2 separate regions of the Mus musculus genome follow, and region 1 is linked to region 2. The links are chromatin contacts, called in public HiChIP or PLAC-seq maps. All regions are on one chromosome and are shown on one strand. Each heading gives the region's core, a stretch centred on a gene start, on an enhancer-like site or on the middle of the called end of the contact. The rest is flanking DNA. Distances are from core to core; before and after follow the strand shown.

What was found. HiChIP or PLAC-seq counts read pairs in DNA pulled down with a chosen protein or histone mark.
Region 1: an H3K27ac HiChIP or PLAC-seq map of epiblast stem cells shows a contact between it and region 2, with 6 times the contacts expected there. The contact joins the promoter of Tcf7 here to the enhancer-like site in region 2. A contact is called at or near these places in 1 of 39 promoter capture datasets (embryonic stem cells), 1 of 15 datasets of contacts at CTCF or cohesin (large pre-B cells), 1 of 484 Hi-C or Micro-C datasets (embryonic stem cells), 2 of 115 datasets of contacts at active chromatin or transcription factors (embryonic stem cells and epiblast stem cells) and 1 of 9 other capture datasets (embryonic stem cells).

Annotation. Positions count from the first base shown.
Region 1 is chr11:52,280,485-52,285,141 of GRCm38.p6, reverse strand. It overlaps Tcf7 (transcription factor 7, T cell specific), which reads left to right and starts at 2,128. Exons shown (of 11, transcript NM_001313981.1): 1 at 2,128-2,214; 2 at 2,364-2,430; 3 at 2,896-3,020. The coding sequence starts at 2,925.
Region 2 is chr11:51,814,725-51,819,833 of GRCm38.p6, reverse strand. It overlaps Jade2 (jade family PHD finger 2), which reads left to right. Exons shown (of 13, transcript NM_001357588.2): 12 at 1,206-1,337; 13 at 2,134-5,109. The coding sequence ends at 2,939. Among named protein-coding and RNA genes, the nearest start is that of Gm30110, 38 kb to the left of the region's middle. Within about 2 kb of position 1,868, at least 59 of the 459 cell types and tissues checked have an H3K27ac peak or open chromatin away from gene starts, as enhancers often do. A contact at or near this core is called in epiblast stem cells, where this site is marked.

The DNA of each region.
Region 1 (4,657 bases), core at 879-3,378, 470 kb before region 2:
TATATATATATATATATATATTCACTAACATTTGAGGATAGGCTACTTCTGCACCAATAAAGCCGAAAGGCCTTGTTCTTTGATAAAAGGGCAATACCAAGCTGGGGAAAAAAATTACCCTGGAGGGCAGAATCACACCTCCCCAGCCCTGACTTTTCTTCAGAAATTCGACCCCCAATGACCTGTGTCAGTTGAAACTTCATGGTCTGCCAACTATCATGGAAGCGACATTGCCAAAGTTGGAGTCGTTTATAAACACAGGAGGATCTGCTGCGCTTTGGCTTAGGATGATCTCAATTTCTGTGCAATTTTCTCAGAGAAGTGCTCACCCCAAAGTTAGCCGGGACAACCTCGGAGCTGAGGTCGTAGGGGGAGGCCTCGCCCCTGGGCCCTTCTTCTCCTGTAGGCTTTCCATTGGAGCCCCTGCCCTGCCCCCGAATCTAGAGAAGATGGGGTCAAAATCAGTAGCAAACTGGCACCTGCGGAAGAAGGACTTTAGAGGTGCCAAGGGCGGGTTCTGCACCGCATCTCTATTGCCAAGCTCAGCATTAATGGCCAAGCCCCCCATCGCTGAGAAGGAGGTGAAACGGGCATCCCGGCTGGGAGCTGGAGGACTCAGAAGCCCCGCTGGCAGGGCGCTGATAGGATCTGAGCGCTGAGAAGCAAGGCCTGGTCTCTTTGATCCTCCGCCAGGCAGGCTGGGCCTGGACCGGGAGGGGCGGTGCGGCTGTCTTCCGGCCGGCTTTGCGCCGCTGCCAGGGGTCCTGTGGGGCCGGGAGTCGGAGAGGCGGCCAGTGTCCTCCTTCACAAATTACCCACTGTTGTTTCAACTGCTTTCCCAAGAGGTGGAAGAGGTCTACATTGACTCCAACACCGAAACGTTCTTGAGGCGGAGGTGTGCGACCTTCAGTTTACTGCATGGCTATCCAAAGGGCCTAGTGTCTTACAGAAACAGTGATCGGTCGTGGTGAATTCGATGCTGGGTGCCAAGGAGATGCCACTGAAGACGCGGCCTTAACTAGCGTCTGAGTCAATGGGCTCCGGATGCAACTTCCCAGACTGAGCAGCTGCCTAAAGACCCCAAGAGAGAATTTCGTGACCCATGTGGCCGCCGGAAGTCTCAGTTCCTGGACAGCAGGTTCTAAGCGTCGAACTTAGTTGAAAAAGTCATAGCGGGCTGGAGAAACCACGTGAGTGGCCACGATCCTTCCTCGCCTCGAGCCACCACATGTCATATATTTATAGTGTTTGATTTGCACATGCAACAACAGGCAGGAGCTCAATAAATGTGTGAGGCGCTAATGCTTGTGTCTATGTAAGCAGGCTGTCTGGAATAAGGTCCCTAATCGGCACAGGGATGATCAAAAGGGCAGGTGTTTGTGTGTGTGTGTGTGTGTGTGTGTGTGTGTGTGTGTGTGTCAGGGTCCATCTAGTATCCCGGGGACGTAAGAAGCCTCCAGATTGAGCAAAGGACGCTGTTCACACCAAGGTTCCAAGTCATCCACAGGTTCCACCGGTCTAAGGAACCACCTTCTCCGCAACTTGGACGCAAGTTGTGGCTGTATGATAGTTAAGGAAATGGAGTTCCAGAGTTTAGTAATGGATTTCAGGTTAGAGAATAGCTGGAGAGCGAGCCCTTTAAGATTATTCCCAGTGGGCCTGTCCCGGTCTCTCCAGGGAGGGGAGGGCGGGGCCTGGGACGTTAGCCCCTCCCACCGCGGCCCCGCCCCGGCGCCCGCCCCGCCCCCGGCTCGCTGCCCGCGGTGCCTTTGATGTTCCGACCCGCCGGCTCCCAAAGCTGCTGTGCCCCGCGCCCTCGCCCCGCGCCCACTGGCCGCTCAGGCGGAGTCAGCGTGCGCTCCGCCCGCCGCGCTCCGGGCTCGGAGCCCCGCACCCTGGGCTCGCCGCCTTCCCGGCCGGCTCCGCGCCCCGCACCCGGCGCCCCGGCGGGCGCAGCGCACCATGCCGCAGCTGGACTCGGGCGGGGGCGGCGCGGGCGCAGGCGACGACCTCGGCGCGCCCGACGAGCTGCTGGCCTTCCAAGACGAAGGCGAGGAACAGGACGATAAGAATCGCGACAGCGCTGTGGGCCCGGAGCGGGACCTGGCAGAGCTCAAGTCCTCACTGGTGAATGAGTCCGAAGGCGCGGCCGCAGGCGCCGGGGTCCCGGGTCCCGGCGTCCGAGTACATGGAGAAGCCGAGGGAGCGCCCGAGGTGAGCCCGGCCCGCTCCTCCCCGGAGGACCTCGTCCCGAGTTGGTAGCGTGCGGACCCGCCCCCCCGCGCCACGGTCCTCGTGGGTCCCATCTCTGGAGCCCCTCCTGTTCCCTCCGCTCCTCATGGCCCCTCTGCTTCGCTCTGCAGGCCCTGGGACGGGAGCACACTTCGCAGAGACTTTTCCCGGACAAACTTCCAGAGTCCCTAGAGGACGGTGAGTTTTTGCGCGGCTGGGGAAGAAGGCGCTAGAACCGGGGGTGGGGGTGTGGGGGGCGGGTTTCCCGGGCGCCGCTGAGCTGGAGTCACTTCCGGTGCCCTGACCTTTATAGGAGTAAACAGACCCCCGCCATCTCCGCCTCCCCTCCAGCCCAGGTGACTGACTAATCCTTTGCCTTGAGGAGCAAGCCTTGGCTAAGGTTCCCAAGCAGGAGGGTGGGGTAGGGAGTCAAGTCCCGGTCGCGAAGTGGAGGTCTGGACTCGGGGGTCTTTCCTCAAAAACTTGCCTTTGCGGATATTTCCACCCGTTCGGAGGTCGCTGTTCCCTGTCAAGTCACGAACTTGAAGGGGACCCCTTGGCAGGGTTTTTTTTTTTTTTTTAACCCCCCTCCGGAGCAGACAGCCTTCAGTCCTTAGGAGCAGCTGGCTGGGCTGGTGTCTGACCCAGCTGTGGTTTTTCCAGGCCTGAAGGCCCCGGAGTGTGCCAGTGGCATGTACAAAGAGACTGTCTACTCTGCCTTCAATCTGCTCATGCCCTACCCACCGGCCTCCGGAGCAGGGCAGCATCCGCAGCCTCAACCCCCGCTGGTAAGTGACCGAAGCAGTCAGGCCCTGTAATGGGGCTGGCTACCTACTTGACCACACAGGTGATGCTTGGACAAAAAAGGACTTCTCTGCCCAATTCCTAGATGCTCTTGCCCAGTTAACATCCAGAGGAGTCTGACCCAAAAGGAGATCTCTGAAGGAGCGCCCCGGCTCCAGTCTTTCTCACTTGCTTTTGACCTTTGTCTTCCCAACTTGCTCAAGCAGGTGCCTGTGTTGGCCCACGGTGGGGTTGAAAACGTTTTTGAGCTGAGCCCATGCCATTCCCTAGCGTGATGTGCATGCTCTGAGCTAGAGCTCTGTGGTTAGCTTTTTTTTTTTTCCTTCAGAGAAGCGAGGGAACTCGGGTGTGAGAAGACTGGGTAAGAGACCTAATCTTTTCCGTTGCCCAGTTCCACTGTGTCCTGACTGCCGTGTATAAGTCCTTGCCGAGGACCCATGCCACATGGTGTAGGTTTTGAGCGGGCTGGGCTGCTCTCGCACACACAAGGAAAGGTTTGCTAAATGTAGGACAGATCAGGGTGTTGGTTAGGGGTCAGCAACGTGAATCAGTGTCAGGCTTGGCGACACGGCTGTATTCATCATGAGCCATGGCTTTGGCCCTTCAAGGCAAGCAAAGTGTGAAGGGCTGGTTCTGAGCTGGGTAGCAGCCAAATATGACTTTTGAAAAGTTCTGGGGTTCCTGAAAACTACTGGGATTCCAGAGTGTCCTCAGTCAGGAGTTAGGGTGTACAGGAAGCATGGAGGTCTGTTGGGTGTCGCCGTGAGCCCAGTGCAGGTTGGAGCCCCGGGGTAGAGCCTTGGATGGCGAGTGGCAGACCCATGCAGAAGGCTCCCCGGTAGGGGGCTAGGATAGGGAGTCTAGGCCTCTTAGCCGAGGGAGACCTGGTAGTCTTTAGAAGTGGACTCCATTCTTTACCTGTAAGCTGTGTGTGTTGACAGAATGGTCTGTTTGTCTGTCTGCTTTTCTGCTCTGGGATGGCTTCTGTCTGTCTGTCTCTGCCTTTCGGCTCTGGGATGGCTTGGTAGATGAGGTGCTTCTCTTGTATGTAAAGAGGTGGCTGGCTCCTGACACTGCCACTTGACAGTGCCACATGCTCTAGATAGAGACTTGTGCCCTGTACAAACAGTGCTTAACCAAGATAACCTTTTAAAATCCCCTAATGGGTGTAAAGCCATCTGGGGGTCAGTTGGCAGAACCTACCCCTTTGAAGTCACTGGCAAGCATTGTCTGGGCTGAGACTAGGCTCACTGCGGTAGCCATGATGAGACAAAAGGCAGAGCCCCCAGAACCTTGCTGGCAAGGTGGATGTTCAGGACTGTCCAGCCACACGGGGAAAGGGCAGTGTGGTTTGGAGGTTTACTCACAGATTTAGCCAGAGACATAAGCTGCCCAGAGCTGCCGGAGGTGGGCATGAGTTAGCGGTGTGACTGTTCAGCCTGAGGGTAAGGGTGATGGATCTCAGGGAGGTCCAAGAGCAGGAGAATGGTGGGTTCCCACAGTCAGGACCATAGTCACCTAGTTTAGGGCTCTGCATATTTTGCTTTGGGGGTCCTTCTCAAGCTACAACAGATGAATAACTACACGTCACTGTCCCCCTGCCCTCCTTCTCAGCCACTGC
Region 2 (5,109 bases), core at 619-3,118:
ACTGGAGTTACAGATGGTCACGTGCCACCGTGCAGGTGCTGGGAGTCAAACCCAGCGTAATCAAAGGGGACAAAAAGAGAGAAGAAAATGACTGTTGCTAATGACAGAGGTCAGCGTAGGTCACGGCCCCATGGAACTGACAGTCATGAAGCCTACCCAAGTCCAGAAGAGAGGAAAGTGGGGTCCCAGGCTGTGCAGTCAATCATGGCACACGGGGTGGAAGCGATGAGGGGAACTCTACTGTACTTAGAGACCACACACAAGTGTCAGTGTTCAAGGAGGCTGAGGGCAGCACGGTAGGAATAGCACCTTCTGTCATGGTCTCCTATACACCAGAGGGTCTGCACCCTAACCTAGAGTCTGAGGACCCTTCAAGCTCCTTGTGAGTAGGAACCATTGTTAAGAGCATTGCATTGCCAATGCCTAAAGTTGATGCACATGGAGGAGAGAGGGGCTTAAGGAGGCTGTAGGGTAACCAGGGTGAGACATGGAGGGCTGTAACCAAGGTGAGACAGACATGTAAGGCTGTAACCAGGGTGAGACAAACATGTAAGGCTGTAACCAGGGTGACACATGGACGGTCTAGGGGCCTTGTAATACTAGGTGTGGGGTCTGAGTTACAGGCCGGGAGACTGAGGTCTAATTAGAGGCTCTGGGGACTGAGAAGAGCTCAGAACACAGAGCTCTGCCTTCTTTTGACATTATTCCCAGAAGCCTTCCTGCCTCCCTGCCCCTGCTGAGCAGCCGGGGACTCATCTTTTGCAGACCAAAGGGCAAAGGACCACATACAGAACCCGCACCTCCTGTCTTGTGCTTGGCTGCACAAACAGGACTGGAGGCTGAGGCAAGGAGCTTGGCTGTGGTGTCAGGCCCAGAGTCTAAGCCTCTTATGTCCACATCACGATTCTCTGCCCTATGTCCAGCTCCTTACCCTAGCATTTGGTCCATATAGCATCCAGTCACCTTTTCCACTCAGTAGAACTCTCCAGGGTCTGTGGGGTTTGTAGTCCAGTTCGTAGTGCACTTTGAAGTCTAGGTCCCACAAGGACTTATTATGCCTTCCTCTATCCTTCATAGAGCTGTGGGCTGCCCCCGCTGCCCCGGTTTCTGCCACACTGACTCTGACCTTGGTACCACTGTTGGTAGACCCAGTTGATAGACGACCCATAGGCAGCCACTCAGGTTTAACTCTTTCTCCAACACAGAGCCTTCTGGGAGGAGGTCAAAGGGCAAGAAGAATGATTCAAAAAGGAAAGGCCGAGAGGGTCCCAAGGGCAGCAGCCCTGAGAAGAAAGAGAAAGTGAAGGCTGGGCCCGAGTCTGTGCTGGGGCAGCTGGGTAAGTGAGGGGCCCTTGTGTCCTGGCAGACGCTGACTTTACCATTTTCAACTTCACCCAGAAGAGGGCCAAGCAGCGTGAAGCAGAGACGGACCGCTTAGGCCCTTCCTCTTCCAGGGCTCACAGTGGCTCCGTCTCACGCACAAGAGATCCCAAGACACTCTGGCTAGATAGAGCTCTGCCAGCTCTGGAGCTGCCCTTGCCAGGGTGCTGGATGCCCCCAGAGGTCCCTGGAAATCACCTCTATGCTGAGTGGGCAGGACTACACTGCTCGCGAGGTCTTTATCCCTGTTCCACCCTTCCTGAGTCTCCACCGCTCTTTGTGCCTTGCCCCCTCAACCCAGCCACACAAACCTGCTGACCTTTCTTGAGCCACCCAGAGACCAAGAAAAGTGACATCAGGTTCCCTAGTCACTGCCACAATTTATCTCAGTAAAACCGGGCCCAAAACTGAAGGTCCTGGCCACCCTGGGAGCTCGCTCTATCAGGTGTTTCCTGCAGGCTGTTGGAGGCACTGCCTGTAAAGATGCAGCGCCCCCTGCTGGCCGGTCTGCTCTTGCCACTGAAATGCTTACTGTTTGAACAAGGAACTAACTCACCACTTCCTCCTTTCCACTCCACAATTTAAAAAGCTGGTCCTGGGGTCAGCCAACCTGGTGAGCAGGGGCTGGCCTCTGCTACTTGGTGGCACTGGTGGGATGCGTGGACAGAACAGGATGGCTTGCCTGGGTGGGTCGGTTGTCTTGAGCTCACACACCTGTGGCATCTCACCTGCCTCCTGTCTCCCATTCATCAGGTCTATCCACCTCGTTCCCCATCGACGGCACTTTCTTCAACAGCTGGTTGGCACAGTCGGTTCAGATCACAGCAGAGGACATGGCCATGAGCGAGTGGTCTTTGAACAGTGGGCACCGGGAGGATCCTGCTCCAGGTCTGCTGTCAGAGGAATTGCTACAAGATGAGGAGACGCTGCTCAGCTTCATGAGGGACCCCTCGCTACGACCTGGTGACCCTGCCAGAAAGGCCCGAGGCCGCACTCGCCTGCCTGCCAAGAAGAAACCATCCCCGCTGCAGGATGGGCCCAGTGCACGGACCACTCCAGACAAGCAACCCAAGAAGGCCTGGGCCCAGGATGGCAAGGGGACGCAAGGACCACCCATGAGGAAGCCACCACGGAGGACGTCTTCTCATTTGCCGTCCAGCCCTGCAGCTGGGGACTGTCCAGTCCCAGCAACACTGGAAAGCCCTCCACCACTGGCCTCCGAGATACTAGACAAGACAGCCCCCATGGCTTCCGACTTAAATGTCCAAGTGCCTGGCCCTACAGTGAGCCCCAAACCCTTGGGCAGGCTCCGGCCACCCCGAGAGATGAAGGTCAGTCGGAAATCTCCGGGTGCTAGATCCGATGCTGGGACAGGACTACCGTCTGCTGTGGCCGAGAGGCCAAAGGTCAGCCTGCATTTTGACACCGAGGCTGACGGCTACTTCTCTGATGAGGAGATGAGCGATTCTGAGGTAGAGGCAGAGGACAGTGGGGTACAACGAGCTTCCAGGGAGGCAGGGGCAGAGGAGGTGGTTCGCATGGGGGTGCTGGCCTCCTAATTCACCCAGGCCCTGCCCTGGTCCCCCTACAAGGCCTCAGCCCAATCACAACTGCCATTTCCAACTGCTGAGTGTCTCAGACCCACCACTCTGTCGTGGTTTTATTTTTAATATAGAGAGAGTTCTGAATTCCACCCCGTTGTCTTTCCTCTGTGCTGGCCTAGGACATTAGGATTCCTCCCGTGGCCCCGGCCACGGGGGACTATACCAGGTTCTATGTGCCACCCCGGTCCCAGCCCATGCCACATCGCTGGGCTTCTGGCTTGATGTAGACAAGGTGAGGGAGAGAGCTCAGGGCTCCTGCCCACTGCCATTGGGTGACACAGACTGTCGTTTGGGCATTATTTCATGGCAGATGGGCCATCCCAGGGCCTGCCCCGCCTTGTCCCCCCAGGTTGCACTGGGGTCCATTTTGGGTGGGGAGGTGTCCTGCTGCACTCCGCTGATCCGTAAGGAAGTATATAACAAGTGATACCCAGCCAGTCTATTCACTGTCACAAGCACAACGAGTCTCTATGAGAAAGCACTGAGGGGGCGCAGGGGGCCCACTGGCTCCTGAGTAGCCCACACCATCTGAGGCCCGCCCTCCCGCCCGCCCGCAACCCCTCCTCCCTTGCTGCTCTGTCCCTGCCAGTGCCCAGCCCAAGCAGCTCTGAGAAAGGGTTCCCTGGATCCTTCCTGAGCTGTGTTCTTTACTCAGGGGACTCCCCAAACGGTCCTCCCCGTGTACAGGTGGAGGGCTCCAAGGGAGGGCCAGTGCCCAGCCCGGGACTTGGGGCTCAGATCAGCCCACTGCAGAGAATCACTCTGGGGCTCTAACTTCCTTCTTTCTTCCTTTGGGGCCAGTCTCGGCCACAGTCTTGCCGTCTCCATTATGGAGCTGGCCAGACCAGACCGTTTGCCTTTTGACGTTTCCTAGTCCTGCTAAGAGATGAGCTTCCTCTTCGGTTTCCTGGTGGAAACATCCTTCCAACAAGTGTAGTGGGATCCCGGGGCCCAGGGCAGGCCGAGGCTGGCCTGCTGTGGCTGGTTGAATGTTGCTGGATCTTCCTGGATTACTCTGTCCCTTAGCGCCTTAACCCCTTTCCTTCCCTACTGTACGCCCCCCCTTCCTACTCCTTCCCAAATCCTTCCTCCTCCAAGCCCCCAGGTAGTACTGAAGAGTTTTGATGGAGTGGCCCCAGGGTGATAGATAGCTCAGGGAACAAAGGAATTCCGTGAAAACATTTTTTTTTTTCTTTTATGAATTACTCTTGGGTCACTTCTGCCACTGGGAAAGCCAGAACTTCTCCAACCAGAACCTTGCAAAAGTCCAGTGAACCAGTCGAATCATTCTGAGAATGCCAAAGAATCTTTTGACCATAATACACAGCACAGCCCGGACCTGACAACTGTCGACTTGAACTTCCTCTTCAAAGGAATTGGTTAGCAACAAAGTTCAGAGACTCGGTTATTGCACACACCTACAGAGAAAGGGCCCAAGGCCTCAGAGGAGGCCGCCGCTGCTGCTGCTGCTGTTGGTTTACGGTCCCTGGGCTGAGCCGCTGTGAGTGTGGTCCTAAACTTTGAGGACTCCCTCCCCCTTTTGAGGGGGGGAGAACCCTGACTGTGAATCCAGCGTGGTTCCCCCATTGCCACCACTTAGATACACAAAGAGCAAAACACACGGGACCTTCACCCACCTCGACTCCAAAACTATCAAGGTACGACAGTGAGTTTGAGCAAAATCAGAAGCAAAGATTAATGACTTCAGTTTGGGGATTGGACACACGTGTCTTATCCAAATGGACTCCGAGGGCGTGGGGTGGGCTCCAAGGATCCTGGGCATCCGGATGGCATCGGCTACCACATAGACTTAGTCTGCCTGCCCGTCTCGGTAGTAGTGACAACTCAGTCGACGTCGGCATCCCCCGCCCCGTCTCTTGTTTACTGCCTCTGAACAGACCTTCCTCTCACCTGTGCTTTGAGTCACTTCGGGTCGCAATTTCATCTGCTGAACTGCCTGGTGGTCTGACCTGTGGGACACGAAGGGCATGGGGGCTTAAAGAACAATCAAACGCTGCAGGGGGAGGGAGGGAAGCCCAGTTGTTGTCTGTGACCCCTTCAGTAGACCGAGCCCACGGCAGTCTTCATCCAGCAGCTGTCTCCACTCCTAAGATGTCCATCAGGC